Regions from separate parts of the Pan troglodytes genome. Here region 1 is linked to region 2. Evidence: chromatin contacts called from public Hi-C data. All regions are on one chromosome and are shown on one strand. The core of a region is the stretch at or near the end of the contact, and the rest is flanking DNA. Distances in the headings are between cores, read along the strand shown.

Region 1 (6,133 bases), core at 2,063-4,562, 39 kb before region 2:
AGTTTTGATGAAATAGAGGGAACAAAACCTGATTAGAGGGAATTCAAGAGAAACTAGGCTTTAATCAAACGATGAAACTTCATGTCATCAAAAAGGAGACAAACTGACATCGTACTGAGGACACAACATCACCCAAACTTTTAGCCAAAATGTTTAAACTGAATATAATAAGGATAAAGAAACAACCTGATAAATCCAAAGTGTAAGACACTGGGCTGGGAGCAGTGGCTCACGCCTGTAATCCCAGCACTTTGGGAGACTGAGGCAGATGGATTACCTGAGGTCAGGAGTTCAAGACCAGCCTGGCCAATGTGGTGAAACCCAGTCTCTACTAAAAATACAAAAAATTAGCCAGGCATGGTGGTGTGCGCCTGTAGTCCCAGCTATTCCGGAGGCTGAGGCACAAAAATCACTTGAACCCGGGAGGCGGAGGTTGCAGTGAGCCGAGATCCTGCCACTGCACTCCAGCCTCTGTGACAGAGCGAGATTCCATCTCAAAAAAAAAAAAAAAAATTAGCCAGGCATGGTGGCACATGCCTGTAATCCCAGCTACTCGGGAAGCTGAGGCAGGAGAATCACTTGAACCTGGGAGGTGAAGGTTGCAGTGAGCTGAGATCACACCATTGCACTCCAGCCTGGGTGACAGAGCAAGACGCCGTCTCAAAAAAAAAAAAAAAAAAAAAAAAAAAAAAAAAAAAAGGCCAGGCGTGGTGACTCACGCCTGTAATCCCAGCACTTTGGGAGGCCGAGGCAGGTGGATCACGAGGTCAGGAGATCGAGACCATCCTGGCTAACAAGATGAAACCCCGTCTCTACTAAAAATACAAAAATTAGCCAGGCATGGTGGTGGGCACCTGTAGTCCCCAGCTACTGAGGAGGCTGAGACAGGAGAATGGCGTGAACCCGGGAGGTGAAGTTTGCAGTAAGCCGAGATCGTGCCACTGCACTCCAGCCTGGGCGACAGAGCAAGACTCCGCCTCAAAAAAAAAAAAAATTAGCTGGGTGTGGTGGTGTGGGCCTGTAGTTCCAGCTACTGGGGAGGCTCAGGTGGGATTCCAGATCACCTGAGCCCAGGAGGTAGAGGCTGCAGTGATCCCTGATCAGGCCACTGCACTCCAGCCTGAGCGATAGAGTGAGGCCCCATCTCAAAAATAAAAACAACAAACAAACATAAAAGTATACTTTAAGGGAAGAAACATAACAAGAGGTAAAGAGGCCATTTCATAATGCTAAAGGAAGCAATCAAAAAGGAAGACATCACAATCCTAAATCTGTATGCACCTAACAGCACAGGTTGAAAATATACAGAGCAGAGAAAACTAAAAAGAGAAGTAGACAAATTCACAATCATTGTGGGAGACTTTAAAATATATTTTATATCAGCTGAGAGAAAAAACAAGAAGTAAAGATATAGAAGATTTGAACAACACAATTAACAAACTTCATCAGCTAACATATATAGAGCTCTGAACTCAACAACTGAATTCATTCTTTTCAAATTCACAAGGAAAATTTTTACCAAAGTTGTTCACATGCACAGCTGATAGAAAGCCTAACAAATATTCTTAACTGCAGTTACGTAGAGTATGTTCTTCAATCACAATGGAATTAAGATAAAATTAATAGAAAAATACAACTAGAAACAGACCAGCTGCCTGAACATAAAACAACTAAATAATTCATAGTCAAAGAAAACAATAAAATACGGATTTTTTGAGCCCAGGAGTTTCAGTCCTCCCTGGGCAACATACTCTAAAACAAAACCCAAACAAAAAATTTTAAAAAGAAATACCACATAACCATCAAAAAGACTGAGGCAGGGCTGAGCATGGTGGCTCATGCCTGTAATCCCAGCACTGTGGAGGGCGAAGCAGGCGGATTGCTTGAGCCCAGGAGTTCCAGAACAACTTGGGGCAGCATAGCAGAACCCATCTCTACAAAAAATACAAAAATTAGCCAGGTGTGCTGCTGCGCGCCTGTAGTCCCAGCTGCTCAAGAGGCTGAGGTGAGAGGATCGCCTGAACCCGGGGAGGTTGAGGCTGCAGTGAGCTGTGACCGCGTCACTGCACTCCAGCCTGGGTGACAGAGTGACACCCTGTCTCAAAAAAAAAAAAAAGGGCCGGGCGCAGTGGCTCACACTGTAATCTCAGCACTTTGGAGGCCGAGGGGGGCGGATCACAAGGTCAAGAGATTGAGACCATCCTGGCTAACACGGTGAAACCCCGTGTCTACTAAAAATACAAAAAATTAGCTGGGCGTGGTGGCGGGCGCCTGTAGTCTCAGCTACTCGGGAGGCTGAGGCAGGAGAATCGCTTGAACCCGGGAGGCGGAAATTGCGGTGAGCCGAGATCGCGCCATTGCACTCTAGCTTGGGCAACAAGAGCGAAACTCAGTCTCAAAAAAAAAAAAAAAAAAAAAAAAAAAAAGGCCGATCCAATTTGTTAAATATGTGTATGTATGTATTTTTAGTTTTTGAGACGGAGTTGCTCTGTTGTCCAGGCTGGAGTGCAGTGGCACAATCTTGGCTCACTGCAACCTCTGCCTCCCGGGTTCAAGTGATTCTCGTGCCTCAGCCTCCCGAGTGGCTGGGACCACAGGTGCGTGTCACCACGCCTGGCTAATTTTTGTATGTTTAGTAGAGACAGGGTTTCGCCATGCTGGCCAGGCTGGCCCCAAACGCCTGATCTCAGGTGATCCGCCCGCCTCATCCTCCCAAAGTGCTGGGATTACAGGCGTGAGCCACCACGCCCGGCCAGTTTCAAACATTTGCAAGGTCTATATGTTGTATATGAATTAGTAAAAGAAACATTACACATCAAACCTGTGATTTCGTATAACACCTCTAAATTTGAGTCAATTAAAACATCGTAATAATAAGAGTTCAGTTTTACAATTAGTGCTGGCAAAGCAAAAATAACGAAAGTGGTAGGAGGTCCGGGGATTATGTGAGAGAACGCATGACAAATGTTTAGCATAGAGCCGGGCACACACAGTGAGGGCTCAATTCACGGTGGATTTTATTTGGTCATCATCATCACATTTGGAGCTGAAATAGAACAGTTCTGATTCCAAGTGAAGGGGAGGTAGAGTGGAGGGGGTGGGGAGGGCTAGCTTGGATTTCTGCTAAGATGTCACAGCCTCGGATACCCTCAAGGCATGCCATGCCCGGGCATAGCTGGGTGAGGGGCCTGTGAAGCTTGTTGGTGTGTAAGAGACCTCGGTGGCATCACTGTCAGCGCAGCCGAAGCCACCACGCTAGCTCCAGACTGGTCAGCAGATGGCCGCGCACCAGGCCCTTCCTGCGGCCCGGGCGACTCGTCTCTTAGTGGCGGAAGTAGCCGGCCCCGGACACACTCCTGAGGAGCGCTGCCCGCAGTCTCGGGAAACGGGGCGTGGGGCCAGCTGCTCCTTCCAACTCCTCCTCGGGGGCAGCATGAGGGAGGGTAGCTGTCAGGGCCTCGAGGACTAAGGGTTCAGGGTGCCCGCCGCTCGTCCCCTCCCCCCTCCCCCCCAGGTCGTGGAGGCCGGTCCCCAGCATCTCTCCAGCGTCCCCACTGTCGTGGCTCCGGGGCGGGCTTCTCCCTTTTCAGGCATTTCTGAAATCGCCGCCTCACCCGGGTTCTCTTCCTCCGGCTCGCCCTCCCCAGCCCCAGGTGCCAGAGAGAACTTTCCCCAAAACGCGAAACTGATCCTTTCAGACGCCTCGCGTTCGCCCAACAGCACTTCTAGCCTCGGTCATTGTCACGTGACGCGGCCCCAGGTCCCAGGCCACGCCCCCGGAGCCCGCCATGCCCACCGGGTCCGCCCCCACGCGGCCGCCTGCCCAGGGGGTTCCCGCCACCCGCGCTTTCCCAGGTTTGCCGACCTTACGGGCCCTTCTCCGCCAGCCCTGGCTGGGTCACCCCCACGACCCGGGACTTCCCCGCCGTTCCCTCCCGGGCTGCCTGCAGTGAGGTCCGCTCCTGAGGCCTCAGCCTCGCCGGGGGTAGGGCCCTCTCCCGCCGTCGCCGCAGCTCCTTTCCGTCCCGGGGCCTGGGGGGCACCGTCCCACGGGTGAGGGCCGCCTCCAGCGCCTGGTCCAGCCATGCGAACGCCTGGAGCCCGCGAGCTGCAGCTGCGGCCCTGAAGGTGCCGCACATCCTGCCGAGTGGGTGAAGCGTGGCATTTTGGAAAACAAATCGGGTTAGTGCTCAGCAGCCTCCGGGCCGACGGGTGGGGATGTCATACTATGAACTGAGAGCCCGCGAGCTGGAAAAAACAGTGCCAGTCCTGCCCGCGCGTCTCGGGACTCAGTAATTCCCGGCTCCGCAGCGCTCGAGCCTGTTCTCCGCAGCTTCATCCCCTCTGCCCCGCGAAAGTGACCTCAGGGGCCGGGCGTGTTGGCTCACGCCTGTAATCCAGCACTTTGGGAGGTCAAGGCGGGCGGCTCAGTTGAGGCCAGGAGCTCGAGACCAGCCTGGCCAACAGGGCGAAAACCCATCTCTACTAAAAATACAAAAATTAGCCAGACGTGGTGGCGCACACCTGTAACCCCCAGCTACTCAGGAGGCTGAGGCAGGAAAATCACTTGAACCCGGGAGGCGGAGGTTGCAGTGAGCCGAGATCACACCACTGCACTCCAGCGTGGGTGACAGAGCAAGACTCCGTCTCAAAAAAGAAAGAAAGAAAAAGAAAAGAAAAAAGTGAGGCCGGGCACAGTGGCTCACGCCTATAATCCCAGCAATTTGGGAGGCCTAGGCAGGTGGATCACGAGGTCAGAGGTTCAAGACGAGCCTGGCCAAGATGGTGAAACCCCGTCTCTACTAAAAATTCAAAAATTAGCCGGGCATGGCTGGGCGCAGTGGTTCACACCTGTAATCCTAGCACTTCAGGAGGCCAAGGCAGGTGGATCACTTGAGGTCAGGAGTTCGAGACCAGCCTGGCCAACATGGTGAAAACCCATCTCACTAAAAATACAAAAATTAGCCGGGCTTGGTGGCAGGCGCCTATAATCCCAGCTACTTGGGAGGCTGAGGGAAGAGAATCACTTGAACCGTGGAGGCGGAGGTTGCAGTGAGCCGAGATCTCACCACTGCACTCCAGCCTGGGCGACAAAGCGAGACCCTGTCTCAAACAAAACAAAATAATAAAATAAAATAAAAATTAGCCAGGTGTGGTGGTGTGTGTCTGTAGTCCTAGCTACTTGGGTGGCTGAGCTGGGAGGATCACCTGCTCAAGAGTTTGAGGCTACAGTGAGCTGAGATCACACCACTGCACTCCAACCTGGGTGACAGAGCGAGATCCTGCCTTAAAAACAAACAAGGGCTGGGCACGGTGGCTCACCCCTGTGATCCCAGCACTTTTGGAGGCCAAGGTGGGCGGATCACCTGAGGTCAGGAGTTCAAGACCAGCCTGGCCACCATGGTGAAAACCCGTCTCAACTAAAAATACAAAAATTAGCCAGGCGTGGTGTCAGGTGCCTGTAATCTTAGCTACTTGGCAGGCTGAGGCAGGAGAATTGCTTGAACTGGGGAGGCAGAGGTTGCAGTGAGCCGAGATCGCACCATTGCACCCCAGTCTGGGCAAAAAGAGTGAAACTCTATCTCAGAAAAAAAAAGAAAAGAAAAGAAAGAAAAAAGAAAAAGAAGGCTAGGCGCGGTGGCTCACGCCTGTAATCCCAGCACTTTGGGAGGCCGAGGCGGGCGGATCACGAGGTCAGGAGATCAAGACCATCCTGGCTAACAAGGTGAAACCCCGTCTCTATTAAAAATACAAAAAATTAGCCGGGCGTGGTGGCGGGCACCTGTAGTCCCAGCTACTCCGGAGGCTGAGGCAGGAGAATGGCCTGAATGCGGGAGGCGGAGCTTGCAGTGAGCCGAGATTGCGCCACCGCACTCCAGCCTGGGCAACAGAGCAAAACTCCGTCTCAAAAAAAAAAGAAAAGAAAAGAAAAAGAAAAACAACAAAAAAATCAGTTTGTTCCATGGGCAGTAGGCCATTGCTGCTCATCTTTTGATCAGAAGCAGTACTGAGTGGAGTATTAGGATGGTGAGGAAGGCATTCTGTTAATCCATGCATGGTGGTGCTGGCAGAAACAAGATGAACAGGCAAAGCAAATCCAGAATATGTGTATAATGTCCTTTCCATGATGGAA
Region 2 (6,077 bases), core at 3,315-5,814:
GTAGAGACGAAGTTTCACCATGTTGGTCAGGCTGGTCTTGAACTCCTGACCTCAAGCCATCCACCTGCCTCGGCTTCCCAAAGGGCTGGGATTACAGGCATGAGCTACCACGCCCGGCCCGTGATTAACTTTTAGACAATATCCTGAGTACCCCAACCAGTGTTAACTGGGAGCTAAGGGGAGAGTGCTGGTAGACAGATACTGTGCTCTGAGGGATGAGGAGCACCCCAGCTTCCCCCATGCACCCCCAATTCAGGATGTTGTGAGTGATGTTCTTTCCTTTGCATGCCTCACTTTTTTTTGTTTGTTTGTTTGTTTGTTTGAGACAGGTTCTGTCTATGTCGCCCAGGCTGGAGTGTGCAGTGGTTATTCATGGGTATGATCATAGCGCACTGCAGCCTCCATCTCCTGGGCTTAGGTGATCCTCCCACCTCAGCCTCCCGAGTAGCTGGGACTATAGATGTATACCACTGCACACGGCTGTATGCCTCAGTTTTTATGAATATTTTATTTATTTACTTGTTGGGTAACATTCATGTAGCTCAATATTCTGAAGGGGCCAAAGGGTATTGAGGGACAACTCCCCTCCCTTCCCCAGCCCCCAGCAACCCGGCTTCTGTGCAGCCCTGTGTTCCAGCTGTAAGGTTTAGGCTCCCAGGTATGCAGCAAACATTTCCCTGCCAGTGGGATAATGAAGCTGCCTGTCAGGAGCACCTCCAGCCCCAGCCCTGGAGATGAGACTGCCTTATAGCGCTCTAGCTTGATGGGTGCAGATGACAGTGACAGCCAAGGCCAGAGGAGGGCAGGACCAGAGTGGGTCTAGGGACCTGGGAACCTGGGAGAGGCTAGGAGCAAAGCAAGGAGTGTCCTGGCTTGGGCCTCATCCTCCAGAGTCCCAAAGGCCTGCTCACTCAGCCCTCAGGGTGACCAGGGACCTCAAGTATTGCAAAGTCTCCACAGCGGGTCTCTCTGACTGCCCTCACCACGCAACTCCTGAGGGCTGGACTCTATCCTGTAGGAGGTGGGGTGGGGTCCACTCTTTCCCTTTGGATGGGGGCAAATGGCAATTGTATTCCAGATGACAAAAGGGCTGTTGATATTTGGGGGAACCAGGTCGGGAAGGGGAGTTGGGGGAGGATTCTCCTGATGATCTGTTCCAGCAGAGGCATGTCACTTCTTGAGGGACAGTGGCAGCTGTCAGCTAAAAGTTTTATTAAAGAAGCCCCTGACACTAACAGAGAGGTGATGAAGAATGATGGTGATGAATGTGGGTGCGGTGAACTGTTCGTTTTCTCATGGTGCCATCCCCACATGAGGCTCCTGCCTCAGGCGGCCTCTGTCTAGATTCATCTAGGCAATTAAGATTGCTGTGGGTGGCGGGGGTGGTGGTGTCTGTCTCCCCTCCCACCTTGGCCTGCTGCTCATGGTGTGGAGGAGGGGAGGAGATGGGAAGAGGGAGGAAGGGAAGGGTGAAGGAGGGGGAATCAGCTTTTTCTTAATGAGCAAATTCTTGAGGCTGGGGACCTTGACTGCTGGGGACCCTGGGCTACTTTGATGGGTATGAGGTGGGGTACAGGGTAGGGAGGATCCTTAGACCTTCCTGGTGTGAATGGGCATTTTCTGGAGCTGGGAGTCTATTTCTAAGGGAGGAGAGGAAGGGTCTGGATGAAGCATAGCCAGTTCCCCCGGGCTGACGCCTGACTGCAGGGAGGTGCGCACCCCCTTCCAGACATGTCCAGAGCAGGCCCTCATAGGATGGGGGAAGCCCTGCGAGGAGGTCACACAGGGCAAGTTGGAGAGCCAGAACAAGGATGGGGCCTCATGACTCAAGAGGCTTAGAGAGCTCTTTCTCCCTTTGTGGTGTATCTGTCCCTGTCCCAGACAGGAGTCCTCAGTGACCCTCAATATTCAATCAGCCAAGCCACAGGCAGCAGGCCCTTGGACATCACTGGACAACAGGGAGGAGCCCCAGGTGGGTGAAGGAAGGTGGAAGAGAGACAAAGGGCCTTCCAGGAGGAGGGTCTGGCCTATCTCCACAGTCCCCAGAGCCCCAGGCTATCTTTCTGCTGTGGCCAGAGGACGTTCCACTGGAACCCTTCACAACCTACAGCCAAGACTCACAGTGGAGGTCTCTGGGCAAGTCCCCCTTGGTCCCATTTTATAGATAAGGAAACAGTCTCAGAGAGGCTGGATGACTTGCCTTGCTTAGGTCACACAGCTAGTAAATGGTGAAGTCAGAGTGTCCCCCGCTAACCCCCCAGTATGAGGAAGTAAGAATCACTCTCCATGAACCCCAGAAAAATATGTCTTTATGTTTCCGCCCTCACCCCTACTAGAGAGCCTGATTCGAAACAAGTGTCAGGAACTGTGGGTAGGACAAATGAATGAAGAATAAACAGAAAAGGATGGAGGCAATCCACTGCACGAGGTGCATTCTGCCTGTGCACAGAGGATGAAGCCTGTCTCTCTTGAATGGGCTGTAAGCCCTCTCAAGCTGCAGGGATGCGGTGGTGGGAAGGACAGCCCCGGAGCTGTAATGAAGGCAGCTGGGTGGTTCCCACCTGAAGCCCCAGGTCTGGCGCCCCTCCCCATAGGCTTCTCAGGATTCCACCCTCACTGTGCGCCAGGGCAGGCCTGAGCATCACCCTAGGGGAGGCCAGGGCTGCTGGGGAGGGGCAGCTTTCCAACCTCAATGGGAATGAAGAGGGCGCCATCAAACCAGCACTGGCTTCCGCCTCTTCTGCAGGTGAGAGGGTGGAAAGCCTGTGCTCGTTCCACCAGCTTTTTGGATTTAATGAAAAATTCACAACGTTCAGGAGATTGATTTTTGGGTTTTTTGTTTGTTTTGTTTTGTTTTTTGTTGTTTGCTTTTTTGAGACAGGGTCTCACTCTGTCACCCAGGCTGGAGTACAGTGGTGCGACCTTGGCTCACTGCAACCTCTGCTTCACTGGTTCAAGTGATTCTCTTGCCTCAGCCTCCCAAGTAGCTGGGACTACAGGCGTACATCACTACGACTGGCTAATGTTTGTATTTTTAGTAGAGACGGGGTTTCACTGTCTTGGCCAGGCTGGTCTCGAACTCCTGGCCTCAAATGATCCACCCACCTCTGCCTCCCAAAGTGCTGGGATTAGAGGTGTGAGCCACTGTGCCCCGCCAACGTTCAGGAGATTTAAAAGCAGCAAGTGAGCAATGGTATTTATTAATGGGTCCCTCCCCAGAACCAAGGGGCCCCAGGAAGGCCGAGGCTTGAGTGGCCAGGGTGAGCTGAGGCTGGTGGGCCAAGATATGGCCCAGAATTCCCGTGCAGTTCTGGAGCCTGAGTGGCCATTTCCTCCATCCCTCTGTGTCCAGAGAGATGCTCTACTGAGTTTGGCAATGCTGTGGTTGAGCGAGGGTGGGAGTCCCCAAGCCAGGTGGGACAAGCAAAGTCAGAATCTTCACAAGGAGCACCCACTCCTGGTAGAGCTACAGCCTGGGAGGCCGTGCCTGGCACATCTTGGGTGCCTGGCCAGTGAGGGTGCTTCCTGCATGGCCTCCCGGTCTCTTCCAGTCGAGCCTAGTGGAGCAAAGGATCTCCCCTAGGAGATGGGGCACAAGAGAGGAAACAGGTAGGAAGGGGCCCAGCTTCAGCATCCTCTGGCCAAGGAAGGGTAGAATCCTCCTGGACTCCGTGCTGGAGTGGATGCAGAGGGAATGGGAGGGAACCAGGCTCAGAGGCCCGTTAGAGAACGTCCTAGGCGCCCATCAGGTGAGCCGGCAGCATGCTCCAGCTGAACCACAGGCCCATCCTTGGCCCTGGAGCCATTTTTACCACGGAAGTACTTATTTTACAGTAAGACTCATTTCCAAATCCGCTGGCCTGTTACAAATATTCATTTACACAGGTGATTTGCCTACAATTTACTCAATGAGAAAAATCCCGTTGCAAATAATTTTGTAAGTGGAGGAATCCCTTTTCAAGCAGATTATCAGCTTCTGCTTGTTGGGATGGATCTCCTTTTACCGAGCACGCTTAAAGGAAGGGCTGTACATCATTTTCCAGGCTCGTATTGAGCAGTGACAAGATCACAGCTTTGGTGGGTGGTGCACTTGGAAATGAGGGGCCCTGCCTCCCACCTTCCTTTAAAATACAGTCGTAAGGCAGTTAGTAGGACATCGTCAGTGCCCTTGCTAAGAGAGTTCCCACGCGGGGCCTCAGGGGCGGCGGGGCCGCCTTCCCCCACGGCCAGCCTAGGGAGCTTGGGAATCGCGACCCAATGCACAGACGGGCAGTGCTCGCTCTCTCTTCACAGGCGGGAAACAGAGGCACAACGAAGGCTAGCACCAGCCCCGAGGTCACACGGCGACCCAACTCGGTTCTCTGGCCGGCGGCCTCTGTTGGTTCCGGTCTGGGAAAGGGACCCCGCAATCGTCCCCCCGGCCGCCAGCAGCGCCAGGCCCCCCGCGCAGGGGCCGGGGGTGGCGGGCCCGCCGCTGACCTCCCCCGCCCGGCCTGGGTCCCGCGCTCCGCGGGGTGACGGCAGCCGGGCGCCCTCTGGTGGCCGCCGCGCGCAGCAGGAGGGAGCGCGGAGCGTCGGGGCCTGCAACCGGGCGGGGATGACGGGGGCCGGGGACCCTGCACTTTGGGACGACCTGGCCTGGTGGCCGCGCTTCCTTCGCTACAAAAAGGAAGCACATCTTGGAAACACCGAACTTCTGTGACACCAGTAGTTACACCTGGCCTCTGAATCGGGCGAGCAGCGCCCTCGCGCCCCCAGCGCTGAGCAGGGGCGGGCGGGGAGCGGAAATGGTGGCTGTGGTTGTTGCCGCGCGGCTGGGCGCCTGGGGAGCCCGCGGAGGGGCGCGGCCGCCAGACCCCGCCCGGCCCGGAGGTGAGGAGACCTCAGCCCCGGACGCCGAGGCCCCGCCCCGCCGGCGATGCACCCCCCGCCCACCTCCGCGCCCCTTTGTTCCGCGACCGCAGTCCCGCCGAAAGCCGCACTGAAGAGCCCCAGCCTGGCCGTCCCGCGGCCGGGCAGTGCCCAGTCCCGCGGTTTCCCGCCGCCTCACCAGTCTCGGGCTGGAGGGGCCCCGGCGCTGGCGTGGCCGCGGCTCCCACAACGCAGCCAGGACTGCACTCGGGGCTGCTGGGGCCCGCGTGCGTCCCGGGCGGCTCCACGCGGCGGGGTCGCCCCCGCGCCTCCCACCCCCGGCCTCTCGGGGCCGCCGGCTCGCGCGCCCTCCAGGCGAAGGCCAGGGGCCGCAGTGAGGGGCAGCGAGTGGCGGGCTCCTCCGCACCACCCCCGGGCTTTATAATAAAAGTCGCCCTTGTTTAAGAGCCGGGTCGGAGGCGCCGCTGTCTGGGCGGTGAAAGCCGAAGCGAGAGCGGGCAATTCGCTGCGGCGGCGGCCGCTTCCTGGGCGTCGGTCCAGTGCCCCGGCCCGGCCTGGGAGACCCGCACCAACCCCGGGAGGGAGGACGGGGCGTGGGAGCAGCCTAGGGGCCGAAGCACTGCACGCACGGCCGGCGCGGGGGCAGAGGGGAGACAGGGAAGCCTGAGCTCCGTGCTGCTGAAGGCTCCGGGGATGGGTGGGCGGCGGTGAGGTAGCCTTGCCCGGGCCCTGCCCGCGTGGGCGCTCTCTGAGTCTCTGTCGCGTGACGGAGGCGGGACCTAGGCTGTGTCTCCTGCGGGGCGAAAGCACGGAAGAGATCCGAGGGCATTTCTTGAGCCTGGCAGGAGGCCAGGGGTTTTACAGGGCAGGAAGGAACCTGGAGGAACCGAGGAGCCACGTTGTTGGTTGGAAAGAAGGGTGGCCAGGTGGGGAGGAGTCTGGCAAAGGGTCCCAGACAGCAGGAAGGGCACCTGTGAAGCCGCCCTGCCGAGTGTGTGGTAGAGGCGGGGTGAAATGAGCACTGCTCATAGAAGTGACTGTTGTGATTTTTTATGAGATGGAGTCTCGCTCTGTCGCCCAGGCTGGAGTGCAGGGGCGCAACCTCGGCTCACTGCAACCTCCGCCTCCCGGGTTCACGCCATTCTCCTGCCTCGGCCTCCCCAGTAGCTAAGATTACAAGGCGCCCGCCACCACGCCCGGCTAAT

What was found. A called contact is a pair of places that touch in the nucleus more often than the background predicts.
Region 1: a contact with region 2 is called in a Hi-C map of induced pluripotent stem cells, with 2.1 times the contacts expected there. The contact joins two enhancer-like sites. A contact is called at or near these places in 3 of 7 Hi-C or Micro-C datasets (blood, induced pluripotent stem cells and stem cell-derived neural progenitor cells) and 1 of 1 other capture datasets (stem cell-derived neural stem cells).

The regions. Positions count from the first base shown.
Region 1 is chr1:23,210,835-23,216,967 of NHGRI_mPanTro3-v2.0_pri, reverse strand. No RefSeq gene overlaps it. Among named protein-coding and RNA genes, the nearest start is that of HIST1H3A, 20 kb to the left of the region's middle. Within about 2 kb of position 3,312, at least 16 of the 24 cell types and tissues checked have an H3K27ac peak or open chromatin away from gene starts, as enhancers often do. A contact at or near this core is called in induced pluripotent stem cells, stem cell-derived neural progenitor cells and stem cell-derived neural stem cells, where this site is marked.
Region 2 is chr1:23,173,343-23,179,419 of NHGRI_mPanTro3-v2.0_pri, reverse strand. No RefSeq gene overlaps it. Among named protein-coding and RNA genes, the nearest start is that of HIST1H3A, 58 kb to the left of the region's middle. Within about 2 kb of position 4,564, at least 15 of the 24 cell types and tissues checked have an H3K27ac peak or open chromatin away from gene starts, as enhancers often do. A contact at or near this core is called in induced pluripotent stem cells, stem cell-derived neural progenitor cells and stem cell-derived neural stem cells, where this site is marked.